2 separate regions of the Zea mays genome follow, and region 2 is linked to region 1. Evidence: chromatin contacts called from public Hi-C data. All regions are on one chromosome and are shown on one strand. The core of a region is the stretch at or near the end of the contact, and the rest is flanking DNA. Distances in the headings are between cores, read along the strand shown. Region 1 holds the start of LOC100381647. Region 2 has its middle 42 kb from the start of LOC100381647.

The links. Hi-C and Micro-C count contacts between places; a contact is called where the count stands out from the background.
Region 2: a Hi-C map of ear shows a contact between it and region 1, with 2.3 times the contacts expected there. The contact joins the enhancer-like site here to the promoter of LOC100381647 in region 1. A contact is called at or near these places in 5 of 25 Hi-C or Micro-C datasets (bundle sheath, ear, leaf and 1 more).

What each region holds. Positions count from the first base shown.
Region 1 is chr4:4,868,203-4,871,934 of Zm-B73-REFERENCE-NAM-5.0, forward strand. LOC100381647 reads right to left here and starts at 1,637. Exons shown (of 1, transcript NM_001174462.1): 1 at 1-1,637. The coding sequence starts at 1,584. The coding sequence ends at 37.
Region 2 is chr4:4,910,317-4,914,048 of Zm-B73-REFERENCE-NAM-5.0, forward strand. No RefSeq gene overlaps it. Among protein-coding and RNA genes, the nearest start is that of LOC100381647, 42 kb to the left of the region's middle. Within about 2 kb of position 1,630, at least 12 of the 20 cell types and tissues checked have an H3K27ac peak or open chromatin away from gene starts, as enhancers often do. A contact at or near this core is called in ear and tassel, where this site is marked.

The sequences.
Region 1 (3,732 bases), core at 387-2,886:
TACATACTCGAAAAAGCGAGTGAAAGAGCTAGCTGTTCACCGACTACGTGCGGCGTAGACAAAGGACGCAGCTGCTAACACGGTTGTGGTAGCTGGGCACAGCCATGTCCAGACCACATTCTTCCCACTGCGCTCTGCATCGGCTACTGCAAGCTGCACCTGCTCAAGCTCACTGTTCAAGTCATTGATTTGTTTGTCCCTGCCACCAACTTCTGCCTTCAGCACCCCAATCTCATGAACATTGTCTCTGTTACAGGATTCAAGCTCCTGGATTTTGGACTTCAGCTTTTCTGCTTCAGCTTTCTCCTGCTCAAGTTCTTTGAGAACCGAAACTTTCTCATCGTGGAGGAAAGAAGACTTTCCATCAAGATCATCATAGAGAGCACGGAGCGCAGCCATGGAACTGTTGAGCTTCTTCAGTTCATCCCTCAACTTTCCAACCTCAGCATTTTTAGCATCTACCAAGACTAAGGCACTATCTTTCTCAGCCTGAACCATGTCCACGTTCACCTTCAGCATCTCCAATTCACCCTCCATCATCTTCTTCTCAGCCTCATGTGCCCCAGCAGCAGCTTCATTCGCCATCGCCACTTGGTCAAGCTCACTTTGGAGCCTAGCCACTTCAGCAGCCACAACAATCTGCTTCTGGTCCATCTCCGCAAGCAAGGCGTGGAGCTTCTCCACCTCCGCCTTGGTAGCGGCCATCTCTACATCCAATTTGTGCCCTTCCAACTCCAATCCATGGTTCCTAGCGACGGCCTCTGAGAGCTCTGCCTCCAAAGAACCCACCTTCGCCTCTAATTCCACCTTCCTGGATTGCAGAGCCTCCGACTCCTTCAATTGATCCTGAAGCGTAGCCTCCATCTCCTGTTTGTACGCCTCGTTTTCCTTCTTGAGCTCGTTGAAGCTTGATTCCAACACATCCTTCTCGGACTGGACAGCACGAGCTGACGCCCGCATGGCCTCCAACTGGCTCTCGAATTCACTCCTCTTCGCGCGCAGGTCCGAGATCTGGGACTCCAATCCCGCAACCGCAGCCTCCAGTCCGGCCACCCGCTCGGCCGCCGCGTCCGCCTCATCCGCCTTCGCACGGAGCTGCTCTGAGAGCGAGCCGTTCTCCACGATCGCCTCCTGGAGCCGCGCCGTGGCGTCTGCGCTGGCCCTGGCCTCGCTGGCCGCCTCCGCCTGGGCGCGCTCAAGGGACTCCTGCGCCACCGCAATGCGGTCCAGCAGCGCAGCCTGCTCCTCCTCCACGGCCCTGAGCTGGGCAGAGAAGGCCGCGAGCAGTACCGCGCTCTCCCCGTCCGCGAGCACGGCGGCGTCGGCGGAGAGTTCAGCGAGCCGCGCCTCAAGCGCCGCCACCCGCTCCCGCTCCTCGGAGGCCGTGCGGATGAGAATGCCGTTGAGGAGCTTCAGCCGCGCGGCATCCCCGTCGCCCCGCTCCGGCGACGAGTCCCGCCTCGGCTCGTCCGGCTCCACCACCGCCGTCGCCTCCCCGTTGGCCGCCTTGGCCTCATCGGTTCCCTCCGCTGAAGCCAGCGGTGGGTCCTGATGCTCCACACAGAGCGCCTCCGCCGAAGCCATGGCCTCGTTAGCGTCGTCGACGGAAGCCACGGCGGCGCTGCGCTTGCCCTTCCTCCTGCCCGTGCCCATGGTTGCCGGGTCACGTGTCCCCCCTATCTAGCACCCTCGTCCGCCACTAGGGTTCGGGCCCCCGTCCGCGCGGCATGGCTGCCACATAAGAAGTTCGTGATGGAGTGACCGACGCGTGGGTCCCGGAAGCGGGAGGCCGAGCGGTCAGTGGCGGAAGGGCAAGCGACGGCGGGTGCGGGAGTCGGAGAGGGTGGCGCGACCGTTGGGAAGCGTGAATTCGAAACGGGCGGCCAGGATGCGCCGGGGCTTATCGCCTCCGGGGGGCCACCCGCACCCATGGTGGAGGGAGGGGATGCCAAAAGGGCTTCAGCGGATGGCGTGTGGACAGGCACACGTGTGGCACTTCGTGCGTCTCCGCGGCGCGCCACTGGTTGCTGTTCCAGTGTTGCTCTAGTGGAATATTGTCACATTGGGTGGCTGTGGGCTTTGTTGATCCAAAGGGGATGTTGAACTTACAAGTGGTTTTGTGTATATATTATACAATATATAATAGAAGAATATCTCATGCGTTGGAGTAGCACTTTTTCATAAATCAAATTTGTTTGCCTTATTGCATATATGAGATATAAGATAGGTTGTTGTCGCAATCTCTGCAGTAATATCCTTGATGTTACCACACGTGAGGGGCCGGCTTAGGCCTGACCCTGCACGAAAGTGGCCAAACGTTAAGAAATGCTTCCCCTGTGAGGACCCTTCCCCTTCCTCCACCACCCCTGCTTGCGTCCCCTTATTAGGTGTGCACGGAATTACATATTCTTAGAATCACATCTGTGTCGCTCATATCGTATATCTCATCTATTGACATCGCCGCCACCTGCGACCTCTTTCTCGCTAACCTCACCGGCGACGAAAGGTGTGTCAGCCTCACCACCATTAGCCCCTTCCTTTTCTCCACCTCCGTCCTCCCAGCACGTCGGTGTAGAGGAAGGCAACAGAGAGCAGCCTAGAAGAGGTCATCTCGGAGACCCTCTTACTTGTGGAAAAGTCTCATGGGCTATCTATAGAGTTATCCGACCGAGAGCTTTACCCTTGCGAGATCATCCCTACGAGAGGCTCAAACAAGAACCACTTTTTATCTCCTGTGTTCATGTTAGGTACCTTGTTGTGTGCTTTAACTTTCTACCATAATTTGATAAGCTAGCAATAGGTTTGAAATATAGATTCCATAAATCTTTTATGGCAGTAATTTAGTTGCACATCTAGATAGTTTCTTTATTGCATATATTTTATATATAACAAATAGAGGCCATAGTTAGAAATGACATTTTAAGTTGACTAATTCATGCCTTCTTATACATCACAGTCTCAGTAGATATGAGGCAAATGTGTTATAAAAGAAATTTCGAGTCTGAAATTTGGTTTCATTCTACATGTGTGGTCTTATAAAAGCACTAAAGTTATTTGAAAAAAATCAAGATATGTGTTGTTGCTGTGTGTGTAGATTCCCATTACGACATATTATGCATGGTATGATTGGATGTCTAGATGAGGCATGGCAGGCCTGCCATATACATGTTTTATTTGATTGGTATCCTGTACATGGAGTTGGGCTTGGCTCGTGGGACGCACGAGGAGGTGGCTCCAGGTCAAGCTCTAGGGAATACAAAGAAAACAGGTGTTTCTATGGAGTCAGACTTTGTTAACAGGGGCGGACCCAGCCAAAAGTTTGAGTGGGGGTTTAAAACCTAAGTGTAGGCTTAGATAGAAGCCTACCTACTAATGGATCTTTATAGCTATAGTGAATAAGATAAAAACTTCACTAAAACCAGAAAATTGAGTGAGGCCCGTGCCCCCACTCAGCCTAACATAGGTCTGCCCTGTTGGTTGGTGTAACCATTAATCTTTTCAAATGATGTATTAGCATATAGTTAGTGTCTATTAAATGCTTTTAGTTTTTTCAAAAGTGGATAAAGGCTTGAGGCTTGATACGGTAAACTATATAATAGTATGACATCATCACATGAAAAATAAAATAAAATTTAATAGCTTTTGAGCTCATGCAACAAGTATTTATGCAAGCAACCAAACAACATATCTAATAGACGATGCTGAAGTGCTGAACATATAGAAACAACTAAA
Region 2 (3,732 bases), core at 380-2,879, 42 kb after region 1:
GAGCCCGACTTGTGGCACGCGCCCGTCGACAAGCAAAATCCCCACCATCATTGTAAGGGGTAAAAATCAACACTTGCAATTCCATCAATGTCTCAAGTGGCTTTAGTAGTGTCAACACTAAGCAACTTCATTTCAGTGCATCTAAGAAAGGTGTGAAAAGGTTCTCCCAATGTCCGCTTATAGATAAGCAGCTAGAAATGAGAACTGTAACAACTAAGGATTTCAAGCTCACTCTTTGTGATCCAGATCGAGTAGATCGGCTACGGAAGGGAAGCTGAAGGAGAAGAATCTCGCATGCGGCTGACGAAGAGACAGACAACTGAAAGGTTTAACCCGGAGTTGAAACTCCCGCGGTTAATGAGTGCTAAAAATTAACACAACCACGCCCGCCCGCCGCCTGCCACGCCCGAGCCCGACCCAGCCGGTGACGCGCGCGCGTAGCACGCCCTTATCCGTTTCTTGTCTTCTCAAATCAAGTGGAATAATTCCCACCATATAACTCAAGCCAACGACACTTGGACCTCCAATATGGTATTATTGGTATTCTCCACCATTACACACCATAGAGTTTATTGAATAAATGGGCTAAGCCCATAAAAGATCCAACAATGTAATCTGCCACTCACACTACCCCAAACAAACTCAAATTTACAAGCGAGCTTCCTACTGTGCGTGCAAATGTTCGTAACTAGGTCCCAATGGTAGCTACAGTAAGATCTTGGTGCAAATTCGATGGCAGCTATTGTTAGACACCCAACCTTCAGCTCGTGCAGCTGCAAACGTACGAGCCCGACTTGTGGCACACTGGCACGCGCCCGTCGACAAGCAAAATCCCCACCCCTTCATTTCCATAAATAAATTCTCTAATCAAGCAATTGCCCACACGATCAGGGCAGTACCAGTAGGTAAGGGGCAAAAATCTAACACTTGCAATTCCATCAATGTCAACACTAAGCAACTTCGTTTCAGTGCTTCTAAGAAAGGTGTGATAAGGTTCTCCCTGCTTCGCCAGACGCCATCCTTTAGTCCATTGCAACTTGTCATAGGATGTCCGCTTATAGATAAGCAGCTAGAAATGAGAACTGTAACAACTAAGGATTTCAGGCTCAATCTTTGTGATCCAGATCGAGTAGATCGGCTACGGAATAAGACCACGCAACCAGCTTGAGGTTGTCCCCTTTGGCAGAAGGAAACACCCTGGAGTAACAGGCGTGCAGGACCTGCAACAGCACAGCAGGCCGATGCGCTAGTTGCTAGCCTAACAAAAACATGAGGAAGGAGCAGCTAATCGAGCGCGCTTGAATGACGCCAGCGGCGAGTGTAAGGGAAGGAGGAGGCAGGCTAGAACCTCCCGCGGGATGGTGTCAGATCGCGGGTTGTCGGGTAGCTCGCGGGTAGCTTCTCCAGGACGAGCCACCGCGGGTCGCTGGCGCCCCATCCCCCCACACCAAAAGGGGGCGCCTCTGCAGCGACGTGAGACCCGGTGGCGGCACAGGAGGCCATGCCGCGCAGCAGCGGGCGGAGGAGGGCGCCTCGGTGAAAAAGCTGCGGCGGCGAGAGGCAGAGGGCGCGAGGAGCCAGGGACATGGACGCAGAGGGGAGAGAAGCGGGATCAGCCTGTGACTATGGAGGAGTAGGCGGGACCGCGTGAGGTGGGGAACTAGACGTGTATTTGTTAGCGGGTTAATGCGGGTTGGAACGGATTTAACGTACAAAAATCCATATTTTGTTTAAAAGGCTCACGGGTTAAGTTGGTTCTGGGTCAAAATACTTCTTTAAAATGTGGGTTCTAGTGATTTCTAAAAAACACGCGAACTATTTCGATCCACTTCCTTTCCACCCTCCTGTCACCCGTGCCTTATCCACTCGAGATCGGCAAAGGGTGCGCCGCCACTGCCAGCCTGCTGGGACAAGGGACCCCTGCCGACCTACCCTCCGACGTTAATCCCCCGCCTGTCTCCTGTCGTCAGTCCCCCACTGGCCTACCCTCCAGCGTGCTGGCCTCCGTCAGCGCCGTCAGACTCCCCTACCGGTTGCTGCGCCTCCCACCGTCAGTCCCCCACTGGCCTGCCCTCTGATGCCGGCGTGTTCTCCAGTAGGCACAACCCACGAGCCTTGCTAGTGCTATCGTCGAACAAGTAAAGGTCAGTGCTCGTCATCGCCTAGACAAGCCAGCTAGCCATGGCAATGTTGTTGGGATGTTCCTTTAATTATGACTGAAATGTAACAGTGAGACCTCATCACTAAAAATTTATGACTTGGTTAATAATGGCTTTAATTCATCCCTCATCAGAAACAAACAAGAGATGGTGCAGCTCCAACCCACTTTAACCTTGTAATCAAGCAAAAAACTAGGTTCAACCTGTAACTGAAACCAAATAAGAAACGGGTCCGACCCAACCCAGAAAAATAGGCACGTCGTTCCGAAACCAAATACATGCTAGGGCGTTGTGGGAGAATCCACAAAACGGCATTGGTTTGAGAAGATGTTTAGAAAATAGCATCCGCTTTTAAGCAATTCTTAAAACAGCACTGGTTTCACCAAATTAATTCGGAAAACAACACTTCATCTATATTTTGCATTCTTTTATTGCTTATACCATATATATATATATATATATATATATATATATATATACCAAATTAACCCTATTCATTTCACAACCCATTTTTATCTCTTCTGCCCATAAGAAAAACATAAATAGATAAAACATACAAGCTCTATTTTATAGTGTTAAACATACAAATAGGCACATATTTTCTTACAAAGAAAGTAATTTATATTTAACTGTCGAACTTCAAACATATGTATCTTCAACATCGAGCAATTAAAATTTAGACATACTTGGTTCAGCGAAAGGTCAAATGTACTTCCTATGTTCCTTTTTATTTGACGTGGATATTTTCAAAAACTTCAATCATTTGTCTTATTAAAAAAATAATATGTTCTATAAAAACTACTCCCTCCATCCCATAATATAGTTTTGAAGTTCAGCTATTAAATCTAAACTTCCTCCTTTACAGAACATCTATGTTTATTTGTATGTTTAACACTGTCGGAGAGGAAATTCTCCGGCCGGGTGGCGGAATGCACCCGCCCTAAATCCTAAGATGAGGAGGGGCCTAAGCGTTTTGCCTGTCTGCTATGCGATGCACAAACACAAGAACACACAAGAGTTTAGAGTGGTTCGGGCCGCCAGAGCGTAATACCCTACTCCACTGTGTGATGTATTGAGCTTGAGAGCTTGTATGAACTTGTGAGCCTAAGCTGGGTCTGAGTCTGCTTGTGTTGTAACGTTGTGTGCCTCCCCTTTTATAGCTAAAGGGGCACGTACAAGGGTGCTAAGCCGCGACATGCGGGCCGAGGGATATAACAGATGTAATACTTGGAACAACTAATGTCGGTCGCCAGGGCAATCTCCTTGCGTCCTGATATCCGCAGCCTGCGTAGTATCGGCGTGCAGCAAAAGCTTCACTGGCAACGTACTTGTGATGATGAGCATAGTGTATGCCGCAGCACGGGCGTACTGCCTGCCTCCCGGGCGGACGGGCACGCCGCCTGCAGGATAGCCTGGCCGCCGCCCGTCAGCAGAGTGGACAGGGCACATTAAATGCTGAGGCGACACATCGCTTGTCAGTGGAGTAGACAGGGCGTATTTAATGTTGAGGCGGCACATCACCTGCCAGCTTGACAGGCGGCGCGCCTCCTCCGCAATAAATGCGGCCCCGAGA